Regions from separate parts of the Sus scrofa genome. Here region 1 is linked to region 2. Evidence: chromatin contacts called from public Hi-C data. All regions are on one chromosome and are shown on one strand. The core of a region is the stretch at or near the end of the contact, and the rest is flanking DNA. Distances in the headings are between cores, read along the strand shown. Region 1 has its middle 670 kb from the start of RNF144A. Region 2 has its middle 18 kb from the start of ID2.

The links. Hi-C and Micro-C count contacts between places; a contact is called where the count stands out from the background.
Region 1: a contact with region 2 is called in a Hi-C map of liver, with 4 times the contacts expected there. A contact is called at or near these places in 6 of 47 Hi-C or Micro-C datasets (alveolar macrophages, fetal skeletal muscle, liver and 1 more).

Annotation. Positions count from the first base shown.
Region 1 is chr3:128,194,771-128,200,576 of Sscrofa11.1, reverse strand. No RefSeq gene overlaps it. Among named protein-coding and RNA genes, the nearest start is that of RNF144A, 670 kb to the left of the region's middle.
Region 2 is chr3:127,482,461-127,488,685 of Sscrofa11.1, reverse strand. No RefSeq gene overlaps it. Among named protein-coding and RNA genes, the nearest start is that of ID2, 18 kb to the left of the region's middle.

The DNA of each region.
Region 1 (5,806 bases), core at 732-3,231, 710 kb before region 2:
GTTGAATATCCTTCAAAGTCAGCTGGCATCAAAAGAGAGTGCTAAAGCCTGCTTCCTGGAAGCTTTTCCATTTCCTCTCAAAATATCAAGGTTGGGTTCACCTTATTTATCCCCTGGGAGGTGAAAGAATTTCCTCACTGATGCTTCTCTCCATCATCCTTATTTTCCCATGTCTCCATAGCTGTGATCTTTATTCCCCCTAAAGCTTCCCCCAAATTACACTTCACCTGCCATGAGGGGGAAAGGGCACCAAAATAATATTCACCAAATACTTTCTTTTTAATAAAAATGGCAATAAATTCAGTTAAATAACTATTTATGAAGTCTCTACTAGGTGTCTGACACTAGGAGAATAAAAAAATTGATAAGATGCAGCCCCCACATCAAGCCTAAAGAGGTAAGAAAAAATGCGTAGCAACGACTAAAAGAAGAAAAACTGCAATGTTTCGAATGGGAGAGACTCCATAAACTTAGGCGTGTGTTCCTCGATGCTTGGCTCATGGATCTTCGGCACCAGAATCACCTAAGTGTTGATTTAGATAGATTTTGGGGGGGTCCATTCTAGACTTAGGAAATCAGAATTTCCAGAGGCAGAACTCAGGAACCTATACTCTAACCAAGAGGGGGGCCCAAAAAAACTGAGCATGTCGCTCTCTGAATGACCTGCAAGAGCCAGAGGTCTGTGATTGCTGGGGGAGGGAAGGAGGGAGTGGGATGGACTGGAAGCTGGGGATCTGTAGATGCAAACTACTGCATTTAGAATGGATCAGCAAGGGGGTCCTACTGCACAGCACGGGAACTTTATCCAATCTCTTGGGTTAGATCATAATGGAAGACAGTATGAGACATAAATATATACACATGGGTCACTGTGCTGTAGAGCAGAAATTGGCACAACATTGTAAGTCAACTGTAATAAAAAATAGTAATCTTTTAAAAAGAGAGAGAGTTCTGTCTTGCAGGCGGGAGAATTAGGCTGGTTAAGATGTCAAGCATCAGAGATCTGAAAGACATTCTTTGCAGAAGGAACAGCAAGGCAAAGGCACCGTGAAAAGCCTTGGGGAGCATTTGGACAATAATCCAGTTGGCAAGGACACAGGCTATATGAAGAAGAACTGGAGACCATAAACTGAAGCCTGAATTTCTGTCTCCTGCCCTCGCTAAGGTAAGGAGCCTGCAAACCAGACTGCTAAATGAGAAGTCCACACGTCCCTTCATTTTTTGTTAAGCCTCTTATCTCATGAGGATAGTTAATCTCTTTTTGACTTACCTTGGTTTCTTAGCATGAATATGGTAAAAACAACTTAAGCTTTTTTCTTTTATTCAATGAAATCCATCTTACTTAAACCCTGGCCCCATCACATGTTAGCTCCTTGACCTTGTGCTAAGTCAGCTATAACACAGCTGGGAGCCTCAGTTCAGGCCTCAGCAAAGAGGCATAATATCTACTAATTGTCATGAGCGCGAAGCAGGCGGGCACAACGGAGTGTGGGCACCAAGCAGGCCATTCGTGAAGGGAAGACTTTTTAAGTGTGGTCGGGCTCCCAGGATGCTGGTTTGCTTATTCGTGACTTTTTCTTGGATTGAATAACTCACCCTTTGATTCTAATCTTCAGATTCAACTGTCTACCTGGCATATTTACGATCCCACTGAATTTCAACTCGTGCAGCTCTTTTAAGGCGCGTCAGCCTGGGACAACGCTGGGGCCCTGTGTTAGGATGGCCCAGTGCCAAGGCAAATGTTTAGACTTGGCTGAGGGCTTGGCGTTCACTGAGTGCTCAATGCTTTAAAGAATATGCAAACCTGGGAGCTTTGGGGGGAACAGAGGGGCTGGCTTCTCAGCGGGCATTACAGCCACACAGGTGCATGGCCTCCCATTGACAGGGGGCGAACGTTTGACCCCAGAGTCCTAAGCTGGTCCCCGGGAGCGCCTGGAGCAAGTGCAGCTTTGACTGCGCAGAGCCCTGTTTGACTTGGCGGAGGGCCCCGTGAACCTGGCGGTGGGCATGGCCCAGAGGAAAACAGCCTTGACATTGACTCTCGTCACCGCCATGCTCAGGGCCACCTGTGGGTTTCACAACCCACCTCTCCTTTCCCACAGCATCCTAGCCAGTTCGTTTGTGTTCCTGGAAAAAAAAAAAAAAAAAGACAGAGATCCCCTGGCTCTTTGCTCCAATGCTGAGTATCTGCTTGGGTCGCCGCCTTAAGGCACTCACCTGTGCACACCTCTGAGTGCAGGCTCTGGGCCAGCTGCTCCATCAGGAGCCTTTGTTATTTCTGGTCTCCCTCCTGTTTCCACGCATCTATAAATATACAAGTTCCACCGTGATGGGGAAGAAACGAACATTCATTAAGCACCTGCTTCAAGCCAGGTGCTTTCACACACAGAACCTTGTTTAATCCTCAGAGCAGCTCCGTGAGAAAGGAGTTAATATCTCTCTGTATTGGATAAAGACGGTCAGGTGACACATCGGAGGAGCCAAGATTTGGACCCGGCCTGCTGACTCCAAGTTCATGGTCTTTCCGTTTACTCTGCTGCCTCTTAACATGTTCTGGAAAGAGCAGCAGCCAGGACATGAGGCATGGATTCCAGCCCAGGTTCTCACATTGGCCGCCCGGAGACAAACTCCCCTACCTTCTCAAGGTCTCTGCCTCTCTCTCCTTAGGAAATGAGGGGCCTGGACAAGCTTCCACTTTTAACGTGTCTCCCAGCACAACACCAGAGACCAAATGAGGGGAGCGAGATCCACTGCCATCCTTCGTCAGTCCTGGCCAGAGGAAGCTCTGTGTCCACAGACAGCGGCGGTCTGGGTGGAATTCCACCCCAAAGCGGCCCCATGGGTAGGTGAGGACGAAGGCACGGATGGGTCCCGGTCTGTCCCACGACAGTCAGAGGGTCTCTAATAAAGGTGATTTGTGCAAGGGGAAGAGGCCACACACCAATGTGTGCGATAGTGGAGGCAGTGGCTCTTGGCCTGGGCAGACACTGAGGTATGCTCTGTGTGTATTGACCCATGTTGCCTTCCTGACACTGGGACAGAAAGGCAGCTATTTTCCACATCTTGGACATATGTGAGGAAACAAACCTCGGAACGCGTACACACAGCTTGTCCGGGAGGGGCTAGGGTTTGAACCCCATCAGTTACTCTTTTTCGTTTGCTTTTTTAATGGCTGCACCCATGGCATATGGAAGTTCCCAGGCCAGGAACTGAATCCTTGAACCCACTGTGCCAGGCCAGGGATCGCACCCACAGCTCTGCAGTGACCTAAGCAGTGGCAATCGGATTCCTAACCCACCGTGCCATGGTGTGAAGTCCCTCTCAGTGCCTTGTAACCGCTGCATGCAGCATCCCTTTGACAAAGGGGGATGGCTGGGACCCACTCTTCAAGGACCTTGCTCTGTATTTGGAACGAGGAATACAGCGGATGGTTACTGGTTGGCAGGCTTGGCCGGCCATGCCACCTGTGTCCTTCCACTTAATTCTCACAGCAGCCCTCAGAGAGGTGACGTCTTGAGGGACCATGGCTGACAAGTGAGAAAGGATCCGTCAAGAGCAGGGCAGAGGGAGATCTCTGTCTCCCGGTCATGGTCACCTTCCTGACCGCACACCCTGGGCTCCAAGCTCGGGGGGTCTATGGCGACCCCTCACTCCTGCCCTGCACCTACAATTCTAGGAATCAGAATGTGGGACGGACTGGTCAGCACGGCCTTTACGACTCATTCCTCTTGGGGGAGGGGACTCCAGTGACATCATGGAAATAAGGAATGTTTAGCATAGCATTATAACCACATAGTTTAATTATTGCCTTCCAGAGCAGTTTCTCCGTTAACCTAGGAGGCGCCTGAGTGCAGGAAGCACAGTTTCACCTCTGCTCTCTGGATCCTAGTGTACAGGTCGCCACACCAGGCGTGGGGTCACACTTACCTCCCTCTGTGTTGTGAGCAGGTGCTTATGATGCCCCAGGTGAAATAGGAGAAAGCAAAATAGAAACTCTGTGCCCACTGCCAACTGGGAACCACAGGCTCTGATTCTGGCCTCTGAGGCTTTTCGGAATAGAACTGATCGTTTGCCCAAAGGCCATCGGGAAAACGCTAGAACTGAAAGACCAGTATCATGGTCTGTTTTCAAATGTATGAAGGAACTGGAAATGTGGATTAAGTGAGTCTCAGCATACACACTCAGAGAGCATTGTGGCATGGATTTTAAGGAATCATCTTGCTAATTAAATGAAACTCACCTAACACAATTGCAGCTTAAATATTTAAGGTAATCAGAAAGACAGAAGGAGAGAGAGGCTGTTGCAGAATAAAGACCCGTTTCTTAGTATTCCTAACCTCCCTCCCTAGGTGCACAGAAACGGCACGCGTCTGCTGTTTAAACCTCTTTTTATACACGCTTCTTAACTCGTCGCCTCATTTCACGAAACCACATGTGTCTCTAACCTCTACTTACTTACTAAAATGCATGACAATCTGTTCAAAGAAACCCAAGTTAATCCCATCTGAAAATTAGGCGATTGCCAAATTGTTTCAACCTCGGAGAGAGGGACAGATTCATTTTTTTCTGGGCTGCGTGAGCCCCTTGAGATAGTATAACGAACTTGATCCCCCTTCTTCCTAAATTGTTGACAAGTAAACAAAAACAGGAACAACAACAAAAACTGGGAAATGCCAAACACTGGGGTGGAAACTGAGACCTCCCATTTCTCATTGATTTCAGAAAGCTCACCATGCTTTTGGAAATGGTAGGCGCACAGGTGCACAGGAAACCCAGCGGCTCTCACTCACCTTTTGGCTCCTTCCCAGGTCCTGTGTCAGTGGGGACTGCGGCTGCCCCGCAGAGAAGGAGGCTTCTGATTTTAGTGAAACACGCAGCAGAGACAGGTTTGGGGAGAGTGGCCCCTGGAACACCCCCCCCCCCGGAAAGGTCAGTTTAATTAGAGGGGCATCGTTTTTTTCCCATAAATATGGAAAGCAGGGACCGAAGGAAAGAGGACGCTTAGTGATATGTGTGTGTGTGTGTGTGTCTCCTCTGAACTAAGAGAACAGAATCCAAATCAGGTTACTAACTTGGAAGGGCTCTTTGACTCTAAGTTCAAGCTGCCTGCATGTCAGCCGCAGGTCCCATGCTGATGCCCCCCCATAGCCTGACTTACTTCCTAGAGTCAGGGTCCTAGGCTGCCTTTCTTTCTTTTTTTTGGGGGGGGGATGCAGTGGGTTTTTTTCTGTGTATTTTAAGTTATTATTTGAAATAGTTTAAATTAAAGTATAGTCGATTTACAATGTTGTGTCAAATTCTACTGTATTACAAAGTGGCTGGGGCCCTTTTCTGACCTGTGGAATCAGAATCTCTGAGGACACATCTGAAAATCAACATGTCTAAAAAGCTGCCCAGCTTATTTGAATGCAGGTCTCAGTTTAGCAGCTCCTTACTTAAACCCTTTATTGTATAAATGAGAAGAATAGAATCCAGGGATCCTGGCAGACTTTGCCCAGGGCCCCCGACCTGCTGGCCAGTGGGGTCTGCCTCCCAGCCAGGCCTCCGGATTCCTGCCACAGCTGCCTGCCCCATGTCCCCAGGACCTGGGACAACAGGACTGACGCAGGCTTTGATGGAGTCAGGTTTCACTTTGAAAACCTTTTGTTTACAAAAGAGGAATCTCTTCTCTTTGGCAGGCTGCCTGCCCTTCCACCACAAATAATGATTCCTTTCAAACAAAAAACTAAGCTTTTCCAAAGCTTGGAAAATCCATCCTAATGACAGAGCAGTTTCCTTCTTGTACGTTCTCTGAAGAGCTTTAGCC
Region 2 (6,225 bases), core at 2,421-4,920:
TTCTGCAAAAAGAGCATGTACGCAGCTACGTAAATGCTCACCTATATATACAAATTGAAGTTATAAACATTTTTGTTTCCAGTTATCACAAATCGTATTCAACACTTAAACATCTTAATAAGCATTAAGATCCTGTTTTACAGGAAATACATTTCTTAATGAGACAGGTAAGATGGTTTTTCAAGTACCTTGAGTATCCATGGATGAATATTCCTTTTGTATAGAACGAGCCAGAGTTCAGCATGAATTTTCATCCCAGTATTTTTATTTGCAGAGATTTATGTGCCAAGAAACCTAAATAAGTTTCTCACTCACATAAATAAGTAGACGGAATTGGAAGTTGTTTTGATAGAGCACTGTCAATGAGTCTTTTATCTCCCAAATTCTATGCTAGAACGGACGTGGCAGTTCTTTATCAATCTGCATGTTCGGTACACTATCCCCCCGACAACTCAGTCACACCTAGCTTCCCTTTTACTGGTGGCAAGGAACTTGGAGATCACCCGGCTTGAACGTTTCCTCAAAAATGTTTGAGGGAACAAAAGGGGAAGGGGCTTTAGATGGTCTTAGGAACACTGGACAACCTTCCATTTCTCCTCCCACTTTCCCCTCTGCCTCCAGGGGGCGACCCTGGGCTCCCAGAGCCTGTAGGGGTGTTGGAGGCCCTGTAGGTCAATGCTATTCTCCTTCTGGCCATTGGCAGGCACCCAGGACATGGCTTGTTTCTCCACTAAGTCACCAGCCTCCCTTGGGTTTCCGGTTTACAGCATTTGTTGAGCCCTCTCCTCTGCTGTCACCCCCGCTTCCTGAGCTTCTGGTCCTTGCAGGTTGACACAACAGGATGGAGAAGAAAGAGATGCCTGCGTTCATTCTCTCTGTCTTAGCTGGTAGTGAAGGAACCAGTTCACAGAAAGTGCAAGTACTCAGACTTACCCCACTGAGCGTCTTACACTCTAAAGACCAGCCTTGGGGAGTTCCCGGGTAGCCTAGTGGTTAAGGATTTGGCATTGTCACTGCTGTGGCTTGGGTTCGATCCTTGGCCCAGGCACTTCTGCAAACCATGGGCGTGGCTCAAAAATAAATAAATAAGTAAATGAAAAATAAAGACCTGCCTTGAGTGGCCCTCTTCCTCTCAACTCATTAAAACAGGAACCTCATCATTTTTTTAATGTGCTCTACGATGGATTTGCTTTATTGATATTTTCAAAAAGCCCTTTGGAGGAAAGGCCTTAATTAAACAAGGCCCTTTATGGGACATTCCAGGGAATACTGTCCACGCGTTGCTCAGGGGGAAAGGATTTGGGGTGGGGTCTATTTGGAAGAGACTGCACATCATTTTCCCGTCTTGGAGTTTCACGATATACATGGAAAAGTCTAATAAATTATGTAACAAAAAAAATGATTAGAGGAGTTCCCACTGTGGCACAGTGGGTTAAGGATCCGGCTTTACCACAGCTGTGATGTAGGTCCCAGCTGGAGCTCAGATTCTATCCCTGGCCTGGGAACTTCCGTATGCTGTGGGTATGGCCAAAGAAAGAAAAACCAAAACAAAAACAAAACAACACTTACTGGAGTGGCGCTTCTAAACTGAACGGACCACAAATCCAGTTTTTCGTGTAACACCTGCTAACATCCTCGCCAAAGCAGCCTTCCTTCCACAGAACATCCCAAGGGAAAGGCTGTGATAAATCCGGTAAGAGATTTTGGTCAGAAGCTGTTTCCCCAAAAGCTCCCCTTCAGTTGGGTCCTGGGCGTAATAAGGACCCTGCTCAATCCCCCGCTTTGTGAGGGTCCTGGGGCCCCTCAGCATGTGTGTGACAAGACGGACGGACTTTTGACCCCAGGTTGGAACAGTTGCACCGATGGCAAAGGGACAAAGCAGTGTTTTTCTTTCTGATTCTGACATGTGTGCTCTGGGGCATACTGGGAAGGTTGTAATTTTCCAGGGCAAACTTTGACACTTTGTTTCTGGGTCACTGAGAAAACACTACCTTTCAGTGCCAATTACTGTTTTCCTCAAATCCGCTCTTTTTGTCCAGTTTCCTTTGAAAGACTGGAACAAACGCTAAGCCTCTGGCTTCTCGACTCGTCACTCAAATTCATAGCACAGATTTCTGAGTCCTGCTTGTGTTCAGGTTGTCCTGCAGAATACATGGTTTGCTCTCAAAAGTCACCTCTTTTCCCAGCCCTGGGCACGCTGCTGGAATCAGAGCTCTGACTTTTTTCCACAGTCATGATGTTACTTGTATAGTTATTGATGTCTTCTATACCTTGTTGAATTTTCAAGGCCACACTCTCACTTTTGATGTCATTTCATTCCAGTCAAATCCCTCTGTATACATTTACATTTTATGTGAAACTTTGACTTGCCATAATCTTTGACATCCTTTGCTCCAAATAATGGTACTTTCTTTTAAGCCAATGCATAATAATACATTCTTCTACTTTTCAAGGCTGCTAGAAGGAGATTAACTCAGACAATGTTGAGATTAACGCTGCTGCAAGTCAAAACAAGTTGCAACATGCTGGAAAACAGAGCCCGGTTTTGAGTTTACAAATGAAGGGTGTTAGACCTGAAACTTTGAAGGTCTGTGGAAAGCTTTATGCTTCTGCATGTTGCTAAGCTCAGGACTCTTGTGTGTAAATGATACAATAACAGTCTTAATCACTTATCATTCATTACATTTTCCTCAAGTGTTTGAGATTCAATTATCTTTCAACCTATTGCAGCTCTTTAAGTAATAAATTCTATTAACCTGCTACGCAGCACGTTCAAGTTGGACCCTTGGCCCAGGGCCTTGCAGACGGTGGTGGCTGCGCACGAAGATTCAAAAGGACAGTCCCCTGGGCTGTGATCAGTTTCTAAGCTTTAAAAGACAACCCAGGCAATTCCAGGAGATACTGTGCCGAGAAAGTACGACCCATGAGGAAGAAAAGGGCATGTATTTGGGATTGGATGGAAGTGGGGACAAGTTCACAAAATCAGGACCATCTGTGAATTGAGTTTCCTGAAGATCTTTGTAATATTCAGGACAAATTCGGTTAAGTGGACGGCTTTAGCTTAGAAATCAATTTGCACAGGAATAAACTGGGACCAGATCTTAAAGACCCTTGAAGGTCCATCCAAGGTTACTAGGCTCGGATACGCTGCGTGATGGTGTCATCACCACTAGTGCGCGGGACACGAACGCGGGGCTTTGCGAGGCTCCTCTGGCATCTGCGCACAGACTGGACTGAAGCGGGGAAGCGGCGGGAGGCAGGTGACGCGGTTGGCGAGATGCGAGGCGGAGGGATCCTAAGGGCAGAGGCAGGAGCCTGGCGAGTGATGGGACGAGGAAGTGGGAGAGAGAGGAAGCAAAGGCAACTGGTTTCGGAGCCCGAGTAATGGAAGCAGTGATGGCACCAGGGACAAGGAGGAGCACACATCAGGGCGGGGGGCGGGGGTTACTGGGAGGATGGGTTTGAACTTCGTGTTGGACAGGCTGTAGGTGAGGCGGGGCCGACATCTGGTGGACGCTGTCGGCTGGTGCTGGAGGCGAGGGAGGGCGGGATCCTGGGGCTGGCTGAGCGCATGCGCGGTCTCCTGCCACCCCCCCCCCCCCATCACGTCAGTGCCCAGGGTCACCGCTGTTTCCTCCTTGCCTCATTCCAGAGTCCAAGGTCCTGGTTTTAGTCTGTTTCCAAATGGCAGTCTCTAGGGTGCACAGCGGTCACCCACTCCCTGCCCCTGATGCTGTGGTTAAGGTCTCATGATTGTCGCTGCAGTCTAGACGCTGACTTGCCTCCAGGGAGGTGTGGCAATAGAATAAACCAAAGGAGTCTTTAATTTCTCCAGTTTTCTTCTGGTCACGAAAATACATGTTTTTAAAAATAACTCTCATCTCTGTGTGTGTGTGTGAGAGAGACTGGGTCACTTTGCTGTACAGCAGAAAACTGACAGAACACTGTAAACCAACGAAAATAGAAAAAAATACAAATCCTTATTAGAAAAACCTCACATCCAAAAAGTTCAAACTCTTGCACGTGTACAACAGGAGATGGGTAACACATACCCAGGCAAACTTTGCCATCCACGTTGAAAACAATATGCAGCAAGACAGATACGAGATACCTAGTTACAGGACGGACTACTACTCTGCAGTGAAAAGTCCCGAATGACACCTACGTTCGTCCCCTGGGATAAGCCTCACGGTGTGTCATGAAAGAAGCACGTCAAGGATAAACACTGACAGTATGACTTCACTGACATGAGGTCCAGACCAGGTACACTTGTTCGTGGGCACACGCATAAGACGGAAACACGTAAGGGTACGCAAGGAAGGGTCGGTCACAAGAGGCAAGAGAGTGGTGTCTGCAGGCACTTCCAGAAGAGACACACGAAGGACTTCTAAGATACTGGCTGCTCCTACTTCTTCAACTTGCTGTGGCTCATGGATATTTGCTTTATTAGAGTGACACAGTGAGAAACAGAAATAGGATCTTTGGCCCACGTTCCTGACGCAGAGCCCTAAACTCCTCGGGGCTTCCCCGGGTGATCGGACAGTCTTTTGTTCTAAGGGTGCCTCTTGGTGGCGCCCGGATAAGCATCAGGCTGGGGCTGCTCAGAAGAAAGACCAAACCACGATTAAAGCCTGGAACTTCCGGTCCCACTCTCCGTCCCCGGGGAGCGGACAGGGTCTGAAGACTGAATTCTAGGAGGTGCGCTGGCTGCTTTGAGGTCTGAACGGCACCTGGAGGTCCTGGAGGGAAACACTCCTGGTTTCTCGTGATGAGGGTGCAGCGACAAGAGGCTGGTACCCTGATCTTGGACTTCCAAGCTCCAGAACCGTGAGACACAGATCTCTGCTGTTTATAAGCCTATGGTCAGTCTATGGTGCTTTGTTACGGCGGCCTGAGCCAAGACAAAGATAAAATGAAGCTGAAAGCGGGGTGAAGGCAAACCACTCGATGCAGCACAAAGGTACCTGTCACAACATGACCACTTTGCAACATGCTCAGCTGTGAGCGCCGGGCGGCGGGCCTAAGTGACCGGCAGGTTTTCCTCTCCCTCTGCGCTCAGGAGCCCCTTGGCCACTACCTGGGGGTCTGCAAACCGCGTTGACATCGTCCTTGGAAAGGAAGGCGTGGCTGGGGATACGTGAGTCGGCTTTGGTGTCAGAGCTGGGCTCAAGCTTCTGCTCTAACATGGAAAGGCTGTGAGACATGGGGCAAGGTTTTTCCCTTCTCTCAGCTCTGGTTTTGCCATTTGTGAGACAGGCAAAATATCTGCATCTCCAGATTATTGCAAAGACAGGGAGCGACTGTTTGCAAGTGACTAACATGTAATAAGCACTGGGGAAGCCGTGCCAGACACTGAGGGCTTCTAATAGACGAAGAAACGAAAGCCGACTCGTAATGGCCAGCGGAGAAACAGCGGACCCAGGCCGCCCGAGACTCCGTCCTCATGTCACCCGCAGTGTACTGACCGACTGACTCACCATTTCAGGGACGGGACTGATCAGATCAGCCATCTGCCGAAGTCACATTTAAACACACACATGCACGTGCACACACACACTCTCTCCCTCCCCCGCCAGCACCAGTGTAAATACTTCGAGTTGGTTCTGTCCATCCTAATGGACGAGCTCAGTGCAGGAGACCCGGTCAGTGAGGACGGTGTGGCCAGCCAGGCGACGGGTTCTGAGATGCACAAGGACTTAGAGGCCCAGGGGGCCCACGGATCCGGACTCCTTCAGCATCGAGGGTGCAGGTTCAGGGGAAGGACGGAGGAAGGAGACCGGGCTTCGGTGGGAAAACCCGGGACTCACTCGGCAGAGTGCGACGGCTCAGATGTGTTCAACACTCACCACGCACATTTTCTACAACAACGCAGCGTGGAAACCGAGGCACAGAGACCCACGGAAGACAGCGTGATGGGTACCGGGCTGAGGGAATCAGGCACCGCGGTGGGAAAATCACCAGACTTGGAGTCAGCAAAGGAGGGTTGGTGTCTTTGTTCTGTTTCCTAGCTCAGTGACCTTGGGCGGGGTGGGGAGAGGTCTCAGACTCCCAAATCTTTAGTTTTCTCAAAATGAAGATGATGCTGATAATGCCAAGAGTCTTAGGAGCGAGTGATAAACACCTCATGGACGGTTGTTAATGGAAAAGGTGTATGTTTCTGGATCTCGGTCCCCTTATCTACAAACCAGGGAGAGTGACAGTATTTGTTTTACAGGCTTGTTGGGA